Linked DNA regions of Hordeum vulgare: region 2 is linked to region 1. Evidence: chromatin contacts called from public Hi-C data. All regions are on one chromosome and are shown on one strand. Each heading gives the region's core, a stretch centred on a gene start, on an enhancer-like site or on the middle of the called end of the contact. The rest is flanking DNA. Distances are from core to core; before and after follow the strand shown.

Evidence for each region. A called contact is a pair of places that touch in the nucleus more often than the background predicts.
Region 2: a Hi-C map of seedling shows a contact between it and region 1, with 4 times the contacts expected there. The contact joins the promoter of LOC123452593 here to the enhancer-like site in region 1. A contact is called at or near these places in 4 of 6 Hi-C or Micro-C datasets (leaf and seedling) and 1 of 1 datasets of contacts at active chromatin or transcription factors (embryo).

The regions. Positions count from the first base shown.
Region 1 is chr5H:396,844,188-396,851,471 of MorexV3_pseudomolecules_assembly, reverse strand. It overlaps the pseudogene LOC123396764. Among protein-coding and RNA genes, the nearest start is that of LOC123398290, 22 kb to the right of the region's middle. Within about 2 kb of position 1,586, at least 3 of the 3 cell types and tissues checked have open chromatin away from gene starts, as enhancers often do. A contact at or near this core is called in leaf and seedling, where this site is marked.
Region 2 is chr5H:397,156,083-397,163,187 of MorexV3_pseudomolecules_assembly, reverse strand. LOC123452593 (protein transport protein Sec61 subunit alpha-like) reads right to left here and starts at 1,535. Exons shown (of 7, transcript XM_045129272.1): 1 at 1,389-1,535; 2 at 129-476. The coding sequence starts at 472.

The DNA of each region.
Region 1 (7,284 bases), core at 337-2,836:
GATGTTGATGTTGTGCACTTCCTTCCATAGGTCATCCATTTCAACCCACAGATCTGCCGTTTCTTCACGTTGCTACATGAATTCGTCCTTCATAGCAAGCAGACCGGCCACATCCGAGTCATCCAGGCTAGCTTTGGAACGCCCTATCCCGATTTGGTGGTGCAGAGAGGAATTTTACCGTCGGACATCGTCGGGAATCCGATCTGGTCACCGAATCCTGTCACCGCCATCGATTGCACCGGCGAAACAACACCACCCGTCGCTTGACCTAGGATTTTACTGAGAGAGTGGTGTGCTCAAACAACCAGTCTCGCTCAGGGGGGCTGCCGTCGAATGGGTCTACCGCTGCCATGCCGCCAGAACTCCTCTGTCGCCTTTTACCACGCCACCGCCATCACCGAGAAAAGGGAGGGAAGGATGGGAAATCACGGCGACTTTCGGCAGTAAAATTCATGATAACAATTGTCACACCCCGGAGGGGGGCTAGACGAGGAACATCTACAAATCACTCACATCTCGCGAGGGAGGAGGGGAAAGTAGTCGAGCTAGGGTTTGTATTTCTGTAAGATGTATGATTGTGTGGATTGATCCATAGAATATTCCATACCATAACAAACGGGTGCTGCTGGCTCAGGCCTGGTCCTGAGACTTTGGGGGCCTGGGGAAAAATTAGAATGTGGTCCCTTATTTTTTTTGTATATATAAATTTTCAACAATGATGGTAACAAAACAATGATAATTTGAGTTATCCATCTCTGAAATCATGCCCTCGAGTTATCGATGACTCACCTCTCATTGTGGTCAGGTGAGGAGTGGTGATCGAGAGTATCCACACACGGAGCATAGGAGATCAAACGTTGGCCTATTGGCAGTCATAAAGGGGTCGCATAGGACATGCAGACAAATTGCATTACGAGTTAGCAATCAAAATTATGCTCACGCCATGAAGGCCAAACTTAATTTTCAGTATGGTGAAACTAATAGTATGGGGAGAAAATTTTGTACAATTTTTTTCAATCAGCTAGATAACAACTACAATAACTAATTAGCCTATGCGAACATATTAATCCCAATGTAGATTATCAATATACATCACAAAATAAAGTTGGTGAACTATCAGCCATCAATCTATAACATAGAATGAACCTTTTAAAACTACATATTTTTTGGGGGATAAAATAAATAAATTAGTCCAGGCTCATTTAGGTTTTCTCTTTTTCTTTTAAGTACTTATAGTGTGGTAGTTTATTTCTTGAACTGGTAGGTATTATTAGTGTGATATATTTGAGCACCAGTTCATGTGAAAACATGAAAATATCCATATCAATGGATAATTCCAACACCAATTCGGGTTGAAACTAATTTTGTTAGAACAATCCATGTTGAAACTAGTGTGCTAACTTTAGAAAAAAAAACAGGTTATAATAGCACATTTTCTTCCCAATCAGATAGAGCCCACAACCACCCAACGCCATAAGAAAGAAACAAAAAAGGCCCAAGGCCCAGATCGCTAAAGAAAAAGGCTTCACCCTTCTTCCTCGTCAAAGACACAGGCAACTTTCTGTGCTCCTCTAATGGCGTTCGATGGGTCCTCCTATTCGACGCCTATCAGCGCCAGATAGGGAAACCGGCGCCTGCAGCACTCCTCCTCATGGGTCGGCCCATGTAAAATTGCGTTGGTCATTAAAAATTTCAAAAAAGTTCACATAATTTCAAAAAGTTCTGATTTGCAAAAAAGTTTAATTATTATTAAAAAAAGGTTCACCAATTTTTTTAATATGTTCATGGATTTTCAAAAAAGTTCACAGAATTCGAAAAAAAATCATTGATTTTGAAAAAAGTTCATCAATTTTTAAGAACAGTTTACTGATTTTGAAAAGAGTTCATGAATTTTAAATTATGTTCATCGATTTTCAGAAATGTTCATGGATTTCTAAAAAAAATCATCGTTTTTAATTTTTTTTACCGATTTTAAAAAAGTTCACGGACTAAAAAAATTTCATGAAGGCTCTCTACATGGGCTGACCCATTGCGAAACGCTGCAGGTGTCAGTTAGCAAATTTTACCTATAACCAACGCGTGTGATGCTAAATAGGGTTTCCGGCGTTCGACAGTTAGTGTTAGGTTTCGTCCGTTCTGACACACACGTGGCAGGGAGGCCCCTAGTTTTTGCGGACCCGGGGTGGCCGCCCCGCTCGCCCTCCTCAGAGCCGGGCATGTGCTGGCTATATAGCTCAGCTGGCCACAGACAGCTACAGGTAAAACGAAACGATACAGTGAAACGATAATAACGTTTCGGTAGAACGGCGAGCCGCGCGAGCCGTTGGATCACTTGTTCATCTTCAATCGTAGTCGTCCCTTAGCTGAAGGAGAGAGAGACACTGATAACTGAAGGTGCGGGCCTGACACCCACCATTCCCACGGTGGAACCGTGGAGGTGCTCCGGCGAGACACTACGATGGTGCTCAAAGAAGTTCTGCTGCGCGTGCGATATGGCCTCGGCCCTCGGGGATCCTCTGCGCCGCAGTTTAGGAGAACGTATGAGGATAGAGGGCTAGGTCAAGGCGAAAGCGCCCTACCTACGAGGCTGCAGGCTTGCCTATCAACGTACTATTGGGTGAACGTCTGGTTGGGCGCTGCTCACAAGGTGCTCGACCAAATGCCCAAGTATGGTGTGTCGACTGGAATCTTCTCTTTTTTTTGTATTATTCTTTATCTCACAATGGAATTAAGCTTGACGTTGAAGTTTTTAGGGTGTAAAATCTACTTTTCATATGATAGTTCTGTGAAAAATATCAAAAAGCTTCTAAGTTTTGTCATGATATTCTGCCATTTTTCTTTTACTTCTGATGCATCACTATTTGAAGGCTGGATGGCAGTTCATTATTTGCTGTTTGATGTATGTGCATTAGTTGTAGAATTGCTTGTGTCCAGTTGCAATTTCAAATATTTTATAGCAGCATTGGCAGTAAATATAAGAAGTGCACAGTCACTGTAAATAAAATGAAAAATCTACACCACTCTGAAACGAAAGGTTGCTTTTGTTCTTCTTTAAAATGTCTGACATGTATCTCTTCTTCCATTGGATTCCATGCTGAACAATTTAACCAGATCAGAACAACAAGTCTGCTAATCTAAAAATAATAATGCCTCTGCTAGTGACAGGTTTTTAGTATTATTATTTTCCACTGGATCCCACCCCAACTTGTTTGGGACTAAAATCTTTGTTTTTGGTGATTATTTTCCACTGGATCCCACCCCAACTTGTTTGGGACTAAAATCTTTGTTTTTGGTGATTATTTTCCACTGGATCCTATGCTAAAGAATGTAACCCAATCAGAAGAACAAGCCTGCTAATCTAATCTGCGAGTGACAGGTTGGTAATATTATATCCTGATATGAATTTGGCCAACCTTTCTGCCTTTCCATTGTCTGGTATGAAGATAGAAGATAAGAAAGCATGCTAACCCTACCATTGCTGCTGATAATATAAGCAGCCAGAAGCCCAGAAAAGACATCCCGTTGATCATAGAAAAAAGAAGTATTGAACTTCCAGTACGTTTTAAGCGTTGTCATCCTAATTGGATTCCTGCAGATCCAAGATCTGGTGTTTAGCCTTGCTCTAAGCAAAGCCATAGCCTCGAAACAGATGGTGCATATGAATCAAGGACAAGGGGAAACAAGCTATGCACACAACTCCAGTATCCAGGTATGTTCCCCTCTCGATTAGTTCACTAATACCGTTTCTATGGGATGCTGATATGTCCTTGACACTTGGTTTTTCAATACTGTTTCGTCAAGCACTCGTTCACAATATATATAGCTTATGTTACTGACATTTAAAAGAAGAGCCGGGGAGGTTAAAAAGCACGACACTTGGCTAAAACATTAGACTCGATATTCTGACGAATTATAACTCGATCGAATGTAGAGCGCTCAGCAGAACAGGATGAAGCCCCTGATAGAAGCGGACATCATTGACTTGTGCGGCAGCAGAAGCACCTTATTCCCCGAAAAAATGCTGATTGCGGACTTGGGCTGCTCTTCGGGACCAAATGCGCTAGCACTGGTATCGACTGCCGTCAAGGCCATCATCAACCACTGGCTTCAGTTCCAGCAACCACCACCAGAAGTGTGTGTGCTCCTCAATGACCTTCCTGACAATGACTTCAACACGGTGGTGAAGAGCCTGGTCATGCTCCGTCAAAGTAACAACAAGCCTGTTGTTGTGAGTTGTGACTGGTGTCGCACCGGCCGCACCGGTGTCGTTTTACGAGAGGCTCTTCACTAGTGACTCCTTGCATCTTGTCTGCTCGTCCAACAGCTTGCATTGGCTCTCCATGGTGTGAATTTATCACCCTTCAATGGATCTATCTATTGCATTACTTGTTGATTTATAAAAGAAAAGCCTTATCCTCGCAGGCTCCCGAAAATCTGACGATGAACCAGATTCATGCACATGACATGGATGAGCATGCTAGGCGTGAAAGACTCCCTATGGTCCGTGAGGCTTATGCACGGCTATTTAGGAAAGATTTCATGCTTTTCCTGGAGCTGAGAGCCAAAGAATTGGTCCCAGGAGGCCGAATGGTTGTTTCCCTTGTAGGGCGTCCTTCTAATGTAAGAATCCTCCAAATTCTTTCACCTTTGGGAAACTGTAGTTCAGATTCTAAGTGTCATGGCTTTAGAGGTACATTCTTTTTCTAGTATCGCACTTTATCATTTTCAAATGAATGTGTGAGTATTTGAGCTCCCGATCTTATTGTATGGTTGACAGGGTGTGATCGATAAAGCGAAGTTTGATTCTTTCTGTGTGCCGGTGTATGGACCCTCTGGTGAAGAGCTGAGGGAGATCATCCAAGAAGAAGGCTCCTTTTCTATCAGGGATATGCGGGTATATGACGCTACAACTGATTGGAGAGGTCATGGATGAATTTGTGAGGACGGCAGAGCAGCGATGGAGTCTTGAGGGCAGCATGCAAGACGAGCGTGCCAGAAATCCGTGAGCTATGCTGGTTTTATCCCTTGCAAAGGCATGATTATCAGGTACCTATATTTGATTAGGTTTATTGCTTTATTTGAGGTGACAATGTGTGCCAACTTCATTGTGTAAACTACATCCTGTATGGTGTTCTGTAAAGATATTCATTGATGCACAAGAGATTAAGAATGAACTATCATTTATATAGATTAGCAGAATGTTGTTCCCCACCAACTTGCTCAGCTAGTTAGGCCTACAAAACAGTATGATGTATTGCGCATGCAAATTCTGCCTGAGTTTGTGTCTTGTATCTGTTTTAGTAACTGCAATGCGATTGAAGAAGACGGAAGACAAAAGTACCGATGGCCCCTATTAGTACTGCTCACGGTATGATCCATATAAATTATGTGATGCTACAACTTTAGTGAATGTTCTTATCACAGAAAGATCTAGAAATTCACAGAAGCCGATCTAGGTCTAGGTGCACTTGGTCTGGGCTAAGCTAAACCAATATGAACATTAGCTAAATACACTCACAAGTTGGAATGGCAAAAGCAGAACCAGATTGCTAAAAAGAAAAGAAAAAGGAGAACTGGAAGTAGGACTTGGATTGGCTCGACTGCCCGCCATCAGTTCAACGAAATGCGGCGTACCCTCCTCCTTGGGTGCCGCACATGGCGGGGTCGCTTGTGCAGGACACACTGATAGGTTGTCCTGCGCAAGAAGTTCTACTGCTTGGTAACATGTCCTTGTGGGGATCGGAGTTGAATTGACATATCGTCTGACACACTGCTCGGGGAAAAAGATAGATGGATTGCAGTGTCTGGACCTTGAGCCGAACACACCCGTCGCTAAGGCTTTGTACCCTATTACTACCTCTGAAGAGGTTGATTATGTCTGTTGGTTCATGGGAGGGTTCCAGGAGGATGTTCAAGCAGGTACTCCCTCTGTTCTTAAATACTTGTTGTTGGGGAGAATTAGATTAGTTCTCCCCAATAACAAATATTGTGGTATAGAGGGAGTATAATATAATGCAAATGTAACAAGTTGTTTGCAAGCTGGAGGAGGTCCTAAGGCAACGTACATGGGTCCCTTTAATTTGTGATGTACGGACGCCTGCCTCTCTGAGTTCTTCAAATCTGGGTGCATCAATGGGCATTCCTCTGCCAGCTTTGTTTCCTGCTAATCTTAAGTTCCTTTTGCTCTGTTTCGAGGAAATGTCTGGACTTAAGATTAACTTTGATAAGAGTGAGGTTGTGGTCCTCGGCTACTCCGACGAGGAGCAACATAGGATCGCGGACAAACTGAACTGCAAGCTGGCTGTCCTCCCCATCTCTTATTTGGGGATGTCCCTGGCTGAGTCCAGGATCTTGGTTATCGGGTTTGATCCGCTGGTGGGACGAGTAGCGTCCCGTGCGGAGCCCTGGTGCGACAGGTTCACGTCTAAGGGCAGCAAGACCGTCCTCATTAGCGCTAACCTTGCGAGCCTCCCCATGTATATGATGGGGATGTATATCTTGCTCGAAGGAGTGCATAGCTCCTTCGACAAGGAGCTGGCTAGGTTCTTCTGGCAGGCAAGGGATGGTAGGCCCAAATACCACATGGTGAAGTGGGCCGATATTTGCTTACCAAAGGATCGAGGGGGCCTGGGCATACCTGCATCCCGCCGCATGAACGTTGCCCTGATGCTGCGTTGGGTGTGGCGGATCCTGCAAGGAGATGGGGGTGTGTGGCTACAATTGATTGAGGCCAAGTACCTTCAGGGTAGACCACTCTTGGCCTGCTCGCTCGCGACTGGGTCGCAATTCTGGAAATCTATTCAAGGCATCAAGCATGATATTAGGTTGGGCCTACGGGTCTCGGTGGGCAATGGGTCTGGAACCCAGTTTTGGTTGGACCCCTAGCTGGATGGGGAACCCTTACGACTGCGATTCCCGAGGCTCTTTGCTATTTGTGGCGACCCAGCCGGCCTTGTCTCCACGTCTGCTCGGGAGGACGGATGGCATGTGGCGTTTCGACGCCCCCTTGGTCCAGTCGAGGTCCACGAGTGGGAGATCTTGAAGGAAGTGGTGCCTCTCCAGTCTCGTCGGGAAGAGATTCTGTGTCTTGGGGTCTTTCTCCTTCGGGAGAATTCTCCGTTAGCTCGGCATATTTGGCTCTGTGCAGGTTGCCGGTCCTTCTGTGGTTATCCCCACTTTGGAAGGCACCGTTGCCCCTGAAGATTAAGATTTTCGTTTGGCAACTTCTCCGCGACCGCTTGCCTTCAGGGACCGAGGTGCTGAAACGCGATGGTCCGGGTAACG
Region 2 (7,105 bases), core at 286-2,785, 310 kb before region 1:
TTTTCACTGGTCATTCACTGCACAAATGATAAACTACATTTGCAAGACACCATGAACACAGTACCTATGAACATTAATTTTGGAAAGGAAAGTAACAACAAGATTCTGCTATTTTCACAAATACTTACAGCAGAGCACGATCCTCTCTCACACTGTTGTCCACTTCAATAATCTTGGATCCCACTAGAAGTTGCATAACCATTCCAGATGTCACAATTGGGGTAATACCCAGCTCCATGACAGTACCACGGTTTGATGCAAGAATAACACGCATCCAGTAGAAAGGATCAGCTCCAGTGGTCGAATGGATGCCATAGAGCGGGAGCTGACTGCACACGAGGAAAATGAAGAGAGAAATGACGGTGTAGATCACTTTTTCTCTAAATGGTATTTTCCTATCAGCACTCTGCACTTCCGGCAAGAAAGCCAAGAAAGGCCTGACCAGATGCAGCACCCGAAAGCCGCCAGCCATCTTCCTGGGACCACAAACGATAATAGATCAGCATTATTCACAATGCACATGGCAAACTCAAACATTAAAGAACAAAGTAAACTTGACAACAATTCCCATTTCATGCATTTTATCCCCAAGTCATGACGCATTTTATCATGGTTGGGATCAGGATGATGAACCAATTTGGCCAAAACAGAAATGAACATACCCAGACACTGACAAGCAGACAAAGGAGTAAAATCAAAACCCACATATTTCTAGCTCAGCTGCATCGATTTGCAACCAGACAAGATGCTGCACATATGCATCACAATTAAATGAAAAACTTCTACTTTGATTAATACTTGACAGCTACAATTCTGTTCAAAAAATGAAACCAGGCGGCCTATCCAGAAAGTAACCGAATTGGACCGCTCAGACATTTTTTTAGCAACATTAATTGGGTCCATCAGCTTGGATCCGGAAGGAATTTAGCTAGAGTCCATTCTAAACTACGTGACCAGCCAGCTGCCCGAACGCTTTGCTTAAAGCCATATCAAGTGCACCAGAAGAGGAAACTCTGCAACCTGGGATCATGCACCAGATCCACCGACGAAACGGCCCCGTCCATCATTCCCATCGGCCTAAAACTTGCCGGCAATTAACGGCCACGGCGAACGTCGCAGCCATGCAACAGTCTCAGAATCCGAGGTTCGCATGGATCTGGACGCCCCACCAACCTACCTAGCACGTAAACCAGCCGCATGAACAAACACGCCTCGGCACGCACACGCACACGCACACGGCGCATCGCTACGCGGGCTTCGACACGGATCAGACGGGAAACGGCGACATGCGACACAGATCTGCGGCAGCGGCACGCGAATCGGGGGAAAGGCCGGGCCACCGGATCGCATCGAGATCCGGGCGTGCCGGAGGGGAGCAGCGGGTTTACCTGGCCGCGGACGCCGCCGGCGAGGTGGGCGGGGGCTTCGCCGCGGGCTGGCGAGGGCGTCGAACCCTAGGAGGGGAGGACGGAGCGGGGCGAGGAGAGAGCTACGGGGAGAGAGGAGGGAAGAGAGAGGTGGGTAATTAATAGCGGGGAACTGAGAGATCTGGAGGGAGAGATGAGGATGGGGACGACGCGAGCGGTGTCACGGTCCCTGCGCGGTGGGGCCGCGCGAGGGCGGGAGGGCGAGGAGCCGTCTGATCTGGAACGAGCGGTGGATGATGGGTCTCTGTGACGTGGAACCGAGGACGGAGAGGCCACGTCGACCGGAATGACTCGTGAGTCGCGTGCTAGTGGGCGAACCGGTCTCCGGGCGGGCGCAACTTGTCCCGTGGCAAAGGAAAGGAAAGGAAAACATGAAATGGAATCCAAGATATGGGGACTTTGCTCATCTTCCACGGAGAAACAAATTACAAATTAGCCCGGGGCTGCTTTTAAAACATTTTAAATTTGAAGCCAATTCACCACAGTAAAACAGGAAGCTAGGTCGGTTCTTTGTAACGATAGAGGGACGCCCTCCATGCATGCACGAAGCTCGGCTTCCATAGCATCTCTATTAGACAAAGGCTCCCTACAAAACGCAAGTGCGAAGTACTCATGCCCTGGTGATGTCTTTTTCATTTTGATTTTTGATTTCTAAAGTTATATATTTTAAACAAAAAATTCAAAATAAGTTCGTGTTTTTCGTGAACAGTGCTTCCAAGTAAGATTCATTTTGAATATATTTTGTGTCTTTAACAATGTGCTACAAGCGAGCGGTAAAACAATTGTTTTTATCTAGGAACGAGAAGAAAAAAATGCTTAAAATTATATCTCTCAGGCTGGTTGAAACTCGACAGTTTCGATGCAAAAATCGCAAGTTTCATCATTGAAGCTTAAAGCTCATTGTGCTTTTGTACGAGGTCCAACTACTGCGTGAATCGTGAGGCGTATCGAGGGGGCTTGAAATGTGAGTGACCCCGCACTTGTGTGTCCGTGAGAATTTCCGACAAAAGGAGAAGGTAATAGGGTTTCTTTTTTCTCACGTTACCCTTCCTGCTCTAACCCTCCCATCCTGCGACCAAGAGCCCTTAGTGTTTAGTTTTTTCCATCCATCTGAAGGAACGAACCATTTGGAGATAGATCTGACCGATGCACTAGCAAGTCTAGGGATTACATAATCATTTCGAAATAATCCTGGTGCCTTTGACGGAAACACAAATATAATTTTGAGTAATCTCTACTTCTAAAAGGGAAGTTGATAAGCTGGTATGTGATACATCCTAAATGTATCTATTTTTTTAAACACTTTTGCTCTTATTTTTGCCACTAATTCACATGATTTGAATGAAACTAACCCTGACTAACGATGTTTTCAGCAGAACTACCTTGGTATTGTTTTTTATAGAAACAAAAGTTTTTGAAATTGGACGAAATTTTGTGAAGAATTGTTTTGGAATATATAAAAAATACTAGTGCAAAAAACTATCTGAGGGGCCCAACAAAGAGCCACAAGCTCAGGGGGAGCCCACTAGGGCGCGACCGGTGAGCTTGTCGGCCCCTCGAGCCACCGACTGACCAAATTCCACCTCTACATATACCGTCTTCCCAAGAGGAAAAATAGAGAGAAATTTTCATCATGTTCCACGATACGGAGCCACCGTCACTTCATGTTTTTCATTAGGAGACCTGATTTGGAGTCCTATCTGGGCTCCGGAGGGCAAATCACCGTCGTTGTCATCAGCAACCGCTCTTCATGAACAACATCATGATGCTCACCAATGGGAGTGAGTAATCTCACTATAGGCATGCTTGAGGTAGATGGAGATGTGTGAAATTCGTCATGTAATCAAGTGAACTTGTTATGCTGGATCCATAGTTTCTACTATGTTTTGAGATTGATGTTGTTATGACTTTGTTATGCTTAATGCTTGTCATTGGGTCCGAGTGCAATGATTTTAGATATATACCTGTTATGTTTTCGTGAATATATGTGAGTTTTAGATCATATCTTGCAAGTTCTATGCACCTATTGTTGTTATGAATCGTACCCCAAGGGGACAATAATTAGGATACTCTTCGATGATAATCGTAATTTAAGGAGTTCATGTATTTACTTTTTGGCCTTAATTACCTATAGTTTCCATTAGGGCCCCGCTGCCACGGGAGGGTAGGACAAAGTATGACATGCAAGTTCTTATTGCAAGCATGTATTACTATATATGAAATATATGCCTACATACGATTGATGAATTGGAGCTAGTTTTGTGTCGCTCTAGGTTGTGTGAGTTACATTATGAATTTCATCCAAATATCCATCGCTACTCTATGACTACACTTTCTACTAATGTTCTCTTACTTCAATCACTACTGTTGTTGTTGTTGTTGTTGTTGTTGTTTCAGTTACTATAAAACTGCTACTACTGGCATCGTTATTGTTGTTGCTATTGTTACTACTGGTATCAAAACTATCATATTGATTTGCTACTGATAACTTGCTGCCAGAAGTTTGCTTCTCGGGTGTGGTTGAATTGACAACTCAACTGCTAAGGCTTATAAATATTTTTTGGCTCCCCTTATGTCCAATCAATAAATTCAGGTAAAATATTTCCCGCGAAGATTGTTGCATTGCCCTATACTTGTGGGTTATCAAGGCTATTGCATGGCGTCGTTGCTATGGAGCATAGCTTTATTTATTAAGTTCACTTGGGAGTTGATTGTGTGTTGCAATTTATATTCACTAAGAATAATCGGAAATACGAGAAGACCAAGATCATGCCCTTTGGGACAAGGGGAGATAAAGAATACCCAATTAAATATACCATTGATTCACCATCTATTTTAAGTCAACTTGTGACACCAACACCTATTATCCAATATGATATGTCACAAATAATAGACATTGCTTCTGCTATTGATGATACTCATGACGATGCTTCTACTCTGCTTGATAATACTACCGTGCCACTTGGTGAATTACTTGATAAGCATATTGCTAAAGCTAAAGAAACTGAAAATGAACTTGATGACAATTATGATTCTCCTATTACTCTTCGTACTCGTATTAGAACAAAATTCTTTGATGTATCCCATGGTTATACTATTGATGAGGAAATTGTAGAGAAATACTTGCTTGTGAGAATAGGGATAATGTTGTTGAATTAATTTATAGGCTTAAAGAAAAGTCTATGAACCAAATGATGAAATATGACCCTAGGTTTGTAACTTCTCATGTTTGTATCACTAATAAGGATTATGAATTGTCTTTGATCCTGACCTCATTACCCTGGTGGAATCGAATCATTTTCATGGTTATGAATCTGAAATAGTTGTTGCACATATCACTAGTAAAGTAAATTACCACCCTATTTACCCAGGATGAAAAGATATGTCACTATTATATCCTTGAGTTATTTACTTTCTCATTAAAGGGTGATGCTAAGATATGGTTCAATAATCTTGCTCCTGGTTGTGTGGGTAGTCCCCGGGATATGAGTTACTACTAGTGTGAAAATATTTTCCTCCTCATGCGAAACAAACTGCCTTACAGGAAATATTGAACTTTGTGCAACTTGAGGAAGAATGTCTCCCTCAAGCTTGGGGGAGGCTTCTCCAATTATGAAATGTTTTGCGTGATCATCCTCTTGAGAAAATTAAAATACTTGATATCTTTTATAATGGACTAATCGATGCTTGTAGGGATTACTTAGATAGTTGTGTTGGTTGTGTTTTCAAGGAAACAACATTTGAACAAGCTCGGGAGTTATTGAACAAATTATTGAAATATGTCGATTATTGGACACTTCTTGAACCGCCTCTTAAGCCAAGTCCGAAGAAAAGAGGTATTATATTTCTTAGTCTAGAAGATATGCAGGAAGCCAAGAAATCTATAAAGGAGAAAGGTATTAAATCTGAAGATGTTAAGAATCTACCACATATTGAAGAGATACATGGTATCAACGTTCCAACACATGTAGTAGAGGTAAACTATTTTTATAGGTTTGATGAAGGTGATATTCTTTATAATAAATATCCAAGTCAATGCTTTAACGGATTTGATGATTTATCGTTAAATAATAACACTTTAATATGCAAATAAGCGATCAATTAAAATTGAATGATTCCATGATTGAATGCTTGAGTGATATGTTGTTTAGAATTACCAATGATGTTAAAGGAATATGCAAACATTCTTCTATGGTTCACACTCATCTTGAAGAAATTGCTAGATCACGAAATGATTTATTTAGGGACATGTCTAAAAACTTAATCATCATGTTATTAGATTATTGACTAGAGGTGGTAGAATGACTGAACCTTTGTATCCCGAGGGTCATCCTACAAGAATTGAACAAGATTCTCAAAAAATTAATAATAGTTCACCTAAGAAGAAAAATAAGAAGAGTAAGAATACAACTTTGCCAATTTCTAGTGAACCTATTATAGAGAAATCTACTGAGGATTCGAATAATGTTTCTATTTACGATGCTGAAACGCAATGTGGTGACGAGCATGTGCGTAATGATAATGATAAAGATGATGATAATGATCACGTTGATGCTCCACCTAGTAATAACAATAATGAATCTAACAGTGGTGTTGAAATATAAACTAAAGTTTAGCTTGATGACCCACCTCCTAAGAATAAGAGATATGAAAAGAAAGATATTATTGCTAGGAAGCATGATAGAGAAGGAGAATTGTGGGTTCAAAAACTTATTCCTTTTCCTAGTAAGACTCTCAAAGCTAAACACAAATATGCTTTCAACCACTTTTTTATTGATAACCCACAAGTGTAGGGGATCGCAACCGTCTTCGCGGGTAGTATTTCACCCAGATTTATTGATTCGACACAAGGGGAGCCAAAGAATATTTATCAGCCTTAGCATTTGAGTTGTCAATTCAACCACACTTTTGATATCTTGGTGCAATGAAGATTTAGTAGCACGACAAGTAATAGTAGCAACAGTAACAGTGATAGCAATAATTTTGTACCAGTTGTGACAGTAGCAGCAACAGTAGTAACTTAGCAAGATTCAGTATATGTAAAGTATAGGCACGTGGATCAGCGATAGATAGACATGGATGACATTCATCATGTAACAGTCACACACTAGAGTGACAAAGAACTAGCTCCAATTCATCAATATAGTGTAAGTATGTATTCTGTATATAGTCATACGTGCTTGTGATAAGAACTTGTATGACATCTTTTGTCCTATCCTCCCATGGCAGTGGGATCCTAATGGAAAATAAGGGATATTAAGGTCTGCTTTTAATACAGAATCGGAACAAAACATTAACGCATGGTGAATACATGAACTCCTCATACTACAGAAAACACCAGAAATAATCCCAATTATTGTCACCTTGGGGGATGTGGATCATAACACGTAATCACTATTGCAGGATGCTGCTAACGCGACACTACAATGAGAGACCCTTCGAAGAAACTATGTGCGATCCACCAATCGCAAACGGTATAGTTCAAGCTTCACCGCGAATGACACGAACTATGTGTGATGGCGGATCCATCAAATATGATTCGGAAAAGAGTGTGATGTGTGGCATGCAGTTGGTTCTTAGGAACCGTTTGTCATTAGCCAAGATAACACAAACGGTTAAGAAAATACATATGTGTGTGAAGTATGGCATACAGTTCACTCAGATAAACTGTTTGCGCT